Regions from separate parts of the Hordeum vulgare genome. Here region 2 is linked to region 1. Evidence: chromatin contacts called from public Hi-C data. All regions are on one chromosome and are shown on one strand. Each heading gives the region's core, a stretch centred on a gene start, on an enhancer-like site or on the middle of the called end of the contact. The rest is flanking DNA. Distances are from core to core; before and after follow the strand shown.

Region 1 (4,543 bases), core at 2,026-4,525:
ATTTTCCAATTTGGCCTCCATCTTCTCCTCAAAATTTTCCAGTTTGCTAAGCCCAAAGATAGCAAAATAAAAAAAGAAGCACGGGTAAGCCTTTTATTTATCTCAAAAGTAAATAAAAACAAACCATGCAAAGCTTGCATATTTTCACTGAGAGAAGAAGTATGGAAAGTTCAAGAAATCATGGAAATTGTACCAGCCTAACAAGAGGGAGTAGTGCGCTGGCTCCCCATAACCACCTCTATTTTTTTGTGGGCGGTATTTTATGGGTTTCATTCCCGTATGAGTTTTGTGGGTTTTGCTTTTTTTGGCCATTTTCCAGTTTTTCCTATAATCACAATCTGAAAAATACATTTTCATTTTATTTTCTTGTTTCCATTTTTTGTATTTCTATGTCATTTCCTTTATTGTTGATTTTCAATATCACATTTTTATCTTCTATTTTATTTTCAAACATGATTATTTGTTTAATATTTATTTTTATTTTTGTTTCCATGTTTTCATAGTTATATATCATATTTTTGCTTGATTTTATTTCCTCTTGTACTTTCGTGCGTTGCACCTCATAATTTGAGTTAATATTTTTTTCAAGTCCTGGAACACAGCCTCTTACAGAAATATAGAAAAATGCTGCATACAATAGACCCAAAATGGTCGGACCCGGACCCTGCACAAGTGGGAGCTACATGCATAGGGCTGCCCCCTTTTTATTTTTTTCACTATATGGACTTTTACCATCTGTAGTGAATACATCACATTTCAAAAAGTCACATGATTTTCTTTTGTTAATACATGAACGTATTAAAACGAACATATTTATTCGTCAGAGCAATATTACATGTGGCATCAACTTTTTGTAAGACATACATGACCTTTCATTAATAAGTATATTTAGATTAGAACAATTGCAAGAGTATTATCTTTGAACACAAGATCCTTTTTCTATAGATGGTTGAACACATTTCAAAAAAGTACTGTATGTACGAAACATGTCCAAAAATTCACTTTTATCAGTGATATTTTTATTGCTGAAGCCTAAGTGCTAAGAGCTTCTCTAGCAGACTCCTGATAAGGCTAGCCCTTATACGGGTACGGTTCGTGTTTGCCCTATTATAAGGTACGGATTTGCCTGCGACCGAGCAGAAACCTTATATGAGATTATATATTTTTTTAATGTTTCGTCCGAAAAATGAACAAGAAACAGTAGAGATGATCGTTCATAGATACATATAATAGAAATGATCATTCATACATACATATAGTTCATCGATTACATATTGCACGTCGGCCTAACCTAACCCTAAACTGGCCAAAATGGGGCTCGCCGGAGCCTGCGGGTGCAGCGGCGATCACTCGTTGTCGTTGTCGGAGGTGAGGTTGATGTACATGGAGTCCTGCGCTTCGGCTTCGCAGCGCCACGCCTCCTCCTTCTCCTCGATCTCCCGCATCCTAGCGAGGCACTGCTAGAGCAGGACGTCGTTGACCTCCTCATCCCGACGGTGCTGGTGCGCCACCTCCTCCTCCTCCCACGCACTGCATGCGAGAATCGCCACCTCGATAGTGTTCGCCCCGGAGAGAGGGAGGGGGAGGTAGTCCACCGGCCCTACGCCGCCAACGCGCGACCGCTCCGCCTTGTGCTCCCTCTTCACCGCGCGGAGTGACGGGAGCTCCTTCACCCCCCTCTTGATCAGCAGGCGACAGCGGCGTGCGCGAGCTGCGCACGTCGTAGGCGAGCCGAGCTTGTTGTCGGTAGTACTCCTCTGTCTCACGACGGAAGAGGGACGTCGGCGGCTCAAGGCCTTGGTTGTTGTACCGCCAGGTGGACAACTTCCTCGCAGCGTCGGCGGCGACGTAGCGCTTCCTCTCAGGGTCGTTGCCGCCGCGCCGGCCAAAGCTCCACATCCCGTCCCACATCATGGTGGATCGATGGGCAGGGCGGCGGATTTATGTCACCGGCGGCGAAAAATCACAGGGGAATGGGGAATCACAACGGCGTGCCCAAAGGTACCCATATAATTGCAGAAATGGATAAAAATCCATATCATGGCCATGGACCCGGATATATATTGCGCGAAGGAGAGGGGGTTTCCGGACCCGGTGCCCAAAAATCGGTCAAACCCGTATAATCGTCGGAATTATACGGGCCACGCGGTTTTATTGGGTGTGCTAAAGATGCTTTAAGAAACGTAAATATAAAATCTTAAAGGAAAGTCGAGTTCATAATTAAACAGTTTCTAGAAGATAGTATGAGAAACGGCTGATGTTTCTTTTGAAACAAAATTTGAACACAATAGCATAACAGAGAAATGATCCTTACCGGATCATAAGAGCCTGAAACTTTTGAAACCCTTCCATCTTCCTCTGAACCTATACAAGCACAAAAGAGACAACCAAAATGAGTAGACAGAACAAATCCACAGGCGATGAAGCATAAATCTTGAAATTCCAGCAAAAACGAATACTCGTGCTGCACACACGCAGGCGCGCGCGCTCACCATGCGACCAATCTGGGAGATGCTTTCCGTCACCGTGATGGCGTCGCTCCTGCACGCACGGATTCGCGGGGACAGAAGAGTTAGAGATCAAGAAGCGGAGCTCGACCGACGTGCACCCGATGGACTGAGAAGAAATATGAGGCGGGCAGATGGGGATGGGGGCACGCACATTCGCAGTAGAAAGAGCACGACGAGCACGGTCCGCCGCATGAGCCGCGTCCCCGGCGACGCCGGCGAAGTCGGCGCCTGCCAGCCGGCGGCGCTGGCGTTGGCGACCCCGACGCGCAGGCGCTTCGCCTCCTCCCGGCCTGCGCCGGCGCCCGTCAGGGCCAGCTGCCTCTTCGGCGGCGCCATGTCACCGACGAATCGCTCCCCCCCTCTCTCTGCGGCACCAGTTCTTGCACGATAGCAGCGTCGACGGAGGCGGAACAGGAAGGGGTCGAAGGAGAAGAAGAAAATGGGTTGGCGGCGTTCAGCTCACGCTACCGTTGGGCTTTATGGGGCGACCATTGAGATGTAGAGCACGGCGTGGAGGATTAAGGACAATTGTTTCGGTCTTCACCGAGCGTGTTTCGACGGATTTGGTAGGTGAGAGTGAGAGCTCGATGGGGGACGACTTGGGAGGAAGTCAAGCACTCAACCCCACTTCACTTCGCTTCGCTTCACTCGCCTTCTTGTTGCTGCGGGCGGCGCGGAAAGGGAAAGCGCGGGGAGCCTCGCTCTTGTCTCGTCCGTGGACGGCTGAACGCGGCGAAGCCCCGAAGACACGTACGTACGAGGAAACCGATCGATCGATGCGGCGAGGGCGATGCCGCCCTTATTTTCTCTCTCTTGAGTCTTGCAAGATTCCTCTCTCTCGCCGTTAAGTTTCTTCTTCCCCCCCCCCCCCCCCCCCCCCCGCGCTGAAAAATTCGTGTTCCTTGGCCGTAAGCACGTAACATTTCCTTTGCGGGTTTTTTTTACATACATGAAATTTAAGAACGTAGCTCACTTGGCAATGTGGGAGAGTTCGCAGCCAGTCCAGTGTTCGAGTCTTGGCTTAAGCGTCTCGTATCCATGAAGTTTTTCTTTATAAAAAAAATGTCAACAAGCTAGTCTAGCACGGGTTTGATCTCTTTTTTTTGTACATGAAATTTTTGTTGCGTTGGTCACTTTTTGCTTCTTTCTTAATTCTTTCGGAGCGCACAGATGAGGAGGACGGGCCTTGGAGAAGAACCAACTCCACTATCTACCTTAGGGCGAAGTCATAGGAAGAATATTTTTTAAAACCTGAGTGTATATACGTCCTATATGCAAAAAAAATAACAATTCAATAAAAATTTAAAAATTCTTAGAAATATTTTTAAAATAAACTCGACCTTCCATTATACTTGTAAACAATTCCACAAAAAATAAATTACATTTTGACTTCTTTTCAAAAAAGACAATTTTTTTGTCAAAATGACCTATAATAACAAATAAATTTTGTCTTTTTTGTCCATAAGTCAATGTTGACTTTTTTCATGAAAATTTATACAATAATACAAAACAAAGTCAAGTTTAACCTAAAATAGGTCGGAACTATTTTGACTTTTTAATTAATTATTAAAAAAATCTTTATATATGGTGCATATACAACCAGAAACATGTATTTTCCAAAGTAATAGCCTCATCATCTATCTAATTACTAGGGGGAAGCTACAATCCTGTTATCTATCTTAGTGGTGGAGGTGTAGGGGGTCGTTGAAATTTTTCATAGGTGGTGTGGGGCTTAGAGGCATGGCCGGGGCGGTGACCAGCAACATCGAGGATAGGGCAAGGCAGCAAGGCAGTGTACAGTAGCTCCCTCGACCAAGGGGGAGAGAGGCAGGCAGATGGGTGGGGTAGGCTGCGAAGAGGAGGAATTGTCACGTGGGAGGAAGATGGAGATAAAAAAGATGAACATACCATAAAATGATTGAGGTTGGATATTGATCGGATGGGCATGAAAGAAAGTGACTGATGGCGTGTGGTTTTCGTGAAGGAGAAGGCGCTCGCCCCAATGATCGTCAATGCACGCGACCACCTCCTCT
Region 2 (4,849 bases), core at 602-3,101, 500 kb after region 1:
ACGGGGCTTTGCAGTTGTGGCTGTTAGACCCTTGTAGCATGTCACGTCCCTCTTGCATCAAATAGTAATTGTCCCTTGCAACATCCGAAGTTGTCTCTTGCAGCATCATGCGCCTTGTTCGGAGCAAGTACGATCAACCAATGCAATGTCACATGTCTCAATAACATCAATGACGACCGATCATTGTAGCGCCGTCCGTTCGCAGCAACGACTATCAGCCATGGCAAAGTTGCGCATCCACAACAATGAGAATCATCCATTTCTTCGTTGTGCGTCCCAGTCACAACAACAATGAACGATCCTTGAAGCGTCGCGCCCTCGTACTAGTGACAACCGGCCGTTGCAGTGTGCAGCGTCGTGCGTCCGCAACAATGACAACCGAACATTGCAGCATCGTGCGTCGTGCATGTGATCGTAGCGACAACGATCGTTCCTTACAGCGTAACGTGTTTTGATGGCAAGAACGACGAGCGACCCTTGCATCACCGCGCGTCCGTGGCAAGGACAACTGACCATTGCAACATCATGCGCCCGCAACAATGACAACCGACCATTGTAGCATGTGCGTCTGATCGCAGTGACAATGACCGGTCCTTGTAGCGTCTTGCACTATGATTGCAACAACAACGAGTACTGATCCTTGTAGAGTTGTGCATTCCGATCGCACAACGATGACCAGTCCTTGCAGCATCGCGAATCCCACTCACAACAACGACGACCAACCATTGCAGCACCGCGCGTGCCGACACATCAATGGTGATTGATCATCATAGTGCCTCGTGTTCCATTAGCAACAATTACAGCTGGCTATTGTAGCGTCGCACAACCAACAACTATGACTCGCTATTTTAACGTCGCACATCCCGATCATGGCAAGAACGACCAATCATTGCAGCGTCACCCCTCCTGCTTGCAGCAATGATAACCAACCGTTGCAGCACTTCTCGTAACAACTCCGACAACCTTGGAAAAGCAGTTGGTGCCACCTAGTAGCGCTCATCTAGATGGCCTCACAACACAACAACCCTAGAAGTGTCGTCGACCGTTGTTGTGGCGCCACTCGCAATAGGGGCCATCTGCCTTAGGAGGAGCGGGCGTCGGGCAACGTAAAAAAGGGAAAAAGGGCGGAGAGAAAATATGTAGATTGGATAATTCAGCTCAAGATAAGGTTGGGACCGAAAATATGTTGCATAAGAGAGACCATTGATGCGAGCTAAAAAATTTCAGAAATTAGTTGGTGGGTCTAAATATTGCAAATGCCTCAAAAAGGCTGATTTTGTTGCCAAATATTGGTTTCTATTTACACCTTTCTTTGTTGTGATAATGACAGCAACGACGCTGCCACTTTTTTGCTTTAGGAGTGAGTAGGCAAGTAGCTACTAGCTAGCTTAGCAGTGTGCCGTTGAAACGTCAAAACAACGTGTTCGTGTGAATGCTGAGCTCGCAGACCACAGAAACTGAAAAAGGCAGAGAACCACGTATGAACACAGTGCAGCTTGCGCCAAAAAGAAATACGATCAGCGTGATCGTACGGCCGAGCGAGCGGCTGACATGTCTGTTAAAATCAGTCGGATGATTCCAAGGTTTTTCCTTTAACTTTTAGCGGGCAATTATCTACTGTACTTGCTTAAAAAAAGGAATCGACAAAAAACTAGCCTAGGGAAAACGTTTCCGAAAAGGACACGAATAGAAAACCGGCTCCCTGCGCCGCGCTACTGGACCGGCCCACCTCGGGTGCCTTGTAGGCGAGGTGGGCCTATTCGGGCGCCCGTCCGTATGTGCGAATGTCCTTGCTCGGTGCGTTCGTGGGCTGGGGTTTATCCGAGGTCGTCACAAGGTCGGCTTCGGTCGGAGGGGTTTGCCATTGCCATTGCCATTGCCTTCTCCGGCCGCCGTGCGTTCGTTGTTTCCGCCTCTCGAGGTTCCGGCCGTGCGGTCGTTGTTTGGTTCGGTGGGCGGCCCCGCGGCTGCGCGGGGTCGCTTCTGCGGGCTTGGTCGCCATCGGCGGCGGCTCGGTGGTCGCGGTCGCCGGTCTTCCTTCTTGCCCCGTGGCCCCGCCCTTTGTTCTCCGTTAGGTGCCGTCGACGGGCAGGCGGGCCTTCCTTGGTGAGTGCCTTCGCTTCTCTATTGTATTTTCCCTGTTGATTTGGGTGATCAGATTTGGGCTCGATAGCGGTGGGTGCTCCGTGCTCGTTCCCTATTATATTCGGTATTGATAGGCGATTTAGGGATTTTTTGTTAGGGGTTTGTGCATTGCTATTTGTCTGTACATTGTTGGTCTATGTTGATCCTCGTATCCTGCATTTACATGTACCAGAGGCAGCCATGCCAGGCGCAGCGGAGGGCCCCGTTCCGTCAAGTTTGATGGATACGCCTCTTACGGAGGAAAGAAGGGCGGCTAGGCGAGTTCGCCGGAGAGTTTGCCCCTCTGGCTCGCCAACTGCTCCGACTCATGGCGGGTCAGACGACGCACAAGAAATGAGCACAGATTCTACCGAGGTATCAAGCAGTGATTGTTACATTCAGTTGTCAAGTGAAAGTTCAGACGACGGATACGAAAATAGAAGCTCGGGCCATCGCAGAAAACGACGCAAGACGTCTGTGATATCCTCTGCATCCGAGCAATCAGGTGATGTCAGTTTAGTTGCTTGCACATCCGTGTCAGAACTTTAAATTGTTATTACAGTCCCTTTACCTGTGAAGATTTGTACAGGGGAAGACAGTCCTTCTGCATACGAGTCTCTTGAGTCGGATGATGTTCAGATAACTCCAGGGCAAGATTATGTGTTACCGCAAAGGTGTGATCTATCTAACGCCGAAAAGAACAGAGTAGTTGCGCTTATCAAAGAAATCAAACCTAAAGTTACTGTTTTTGTGGCTATCATGTTGAGGTCTTACTCTTCATATGTGGTAAGTTCACTCTTCTCTTCTGTTGAGTGCACAGCACACTGCTTTCAGTCTCAACTCTTTGTTGCTTGCTCTGATGTGCTACATTCATGTTTTCAATGTTATTGAAGAATTACATTATCTGCAAACTTTCATGACCTTTGGAGAACTTATGGATAAAAAATATATTTTTTCTTGCTTGTCAGTGGAAACAATACACCTTTTGGGTTCCAAGCTTAAGTTTGGTATATTATTGTCTTCTTGTTTGACAATGGCATAACATTCTGTTCCATCTGTGGGCAGACCATTCCTAAGGATTACGCTGTTGAGCACTTTCCACATGAAAGTGCAACCGTCACGCTCCAGAGTCCAGGCAAGAACAAGAAATGGCATCCCAGATTCTACAAGAAAGGAACTATGATCAAGCTTACGGGCACTTGGTTACACTTTGTGCGTGATAATGGTGTGCATGTGGGAGATATCTGCATTTTTGTACCCGCAAAAGGTGGAAAACCATTCACGTTTACAGTCCATCTACTTCCCAAAGAAACAACTGATTCTCAAACTGAAGTTTCTCATGAATCTTCGGAGTGTGAGGACTCTCATGGTCAGCCGCCCTACGTTTTACCATATGGAGCCCGTCTATCTCCCTCTGAGAGGAGTGCCGTTCAAAAGAAAGTGCACTCCATCCAATCTGAAGTTCCAATTTACGTGTCAATCATGACAAAGAGCAACCTTGGTTCCAGGCACATGGTAGTAAGCTAATTCCCCTTTTAATATTGATTGGTACCTTTTGATCTTTATTAACTTTTTTTAAGAGTGTATGATTCTTGACCTTCCTACAAGAAACTATATTTGGTTAACTATATAACTCCAAATTAAACCTAGAAATACAGTTTCTGATGTTTTTATGGTAAAATTATTCAGTCTGTGACTAAAGTCTATTACATCTATCTAACTATCTATCTATGAAATACCAGGAATTGAGTAAACGATATGCCGCTGAACATCTCCCCCACAGAAATGTAACTTTGATGTTCCAGTACATGGGAAAGACATGGAATATCAATATGTTGTTTCATGATCGGAAGTACCCCAAAAGGTGGTACCTTATTGGAGGTTGGTCCAAATTTATCGCTGACAACAGTCTGCGATTAGGAGATATCTGTCTCTTTGAACTGAAAAAGGACAAGAAGGAGCTTACCGTAATAGTCCATCTACTTCGCAAAGAGAGTATCGATCACCCCTCTGGTGGAAGTCCTGTTCCGGACTTGAATTATATGAGGGCAAGCACAATGATTGCCTCAACAGTGCGTGTTGGGGAGGAGCCAGATGACGGTATGACAGTATTACACAAGTATTAGTACTATACAAATTCACATATCTTATTTCTGATTTATGTGAAAACTTGTTCAGAAGAAGAAACCTCCTCTTCAGCGCGTGAAGAAGAAGGATTCGATGACGAGCCTATCGAGCATAACCATTCCGAGGGAGTCTCTAAGGTCCCCTATCTGTTTTTCTATGCCAACTTCAGTTCTCTTAAATATTATGTTTGATATTCTTTAATAATATTCTGGTCGTTTAAACATTTTGTTGAGTCGTTTTTTGTAACATCCTGGTTCGTTTCTCTTACAATCTTTCCATGTTTACCAGAGGACATAAAAGTTGTATTGTCTTTTTTTTTGTACAGGCACACGTGCCCACTGCTCCATGCTCAGAGAGTAATGCGTCTGGAATGAGCCTGTCATCGGAAGCTAGAGAGCAAGCTGCTGGTTGTTCAAAGTATAGCCATGCATAAATGCTTGTATTCATTTAATTACTAGATGCTACCTTTATGTCACTTGGCATGCATTTAATAGCCTAACCGATTTTTTGATCACCTTATGTTTACAGGAAAAGTTTTGCAACAGAATTTCCAAATAAGCCTAGCTCCACTACGGAACACAACAGGATTATCCACACT

What was found. Hi-C and Micro-C count contacts between places; a contact is called where the count stands out from the background.
Region 2: a contact with region 1 is called in a Hi-C map of leaf, with 8 times the contacts expected there. The contact joins the promoter of LOC123399738 here to the promoter of LOC123398204 in region 1. A contact is called at or near these places in 3 of 6 Hi-C or Micro-C datasets (leaf and seedling).

Annotation. Positions count from the first base shown.
Region 1 is chr5H:108,448,778-108,453,320 of MorexV3_pseudomolecules_assembly, forward strand. LOC123398204 (protein SAR DEFICIENT 1-like) reads right to left here and starts at 3,276. Exons shown (of 12, transcript XM_045092701.1): 1 at 2,662-3,276; 2 at 2,493-2,541; 3 at 2,315-2,364; 4 at 1-46. The coding sequence starts at 2,846.
Region 2 is chr5H:108,954,856-108,959,704 of MorexV3_pseudomolecules_assembly, forward strand. It overlaps LOC123399738, which reads left to right and starts at 1,852. Exons shown (of 11, transcript XM_045094123.1): 1 at 1,852-2,106; 2 at 2,318-2,629; 3 at 2,714-2,910; 4 at 3,190-3,639; 5 at 3,867-4,224; 6 at 4,303-4,388; 7 at 4,577-4,668; 8 at 4,780-4,849. The coding sequence starts at 2,326.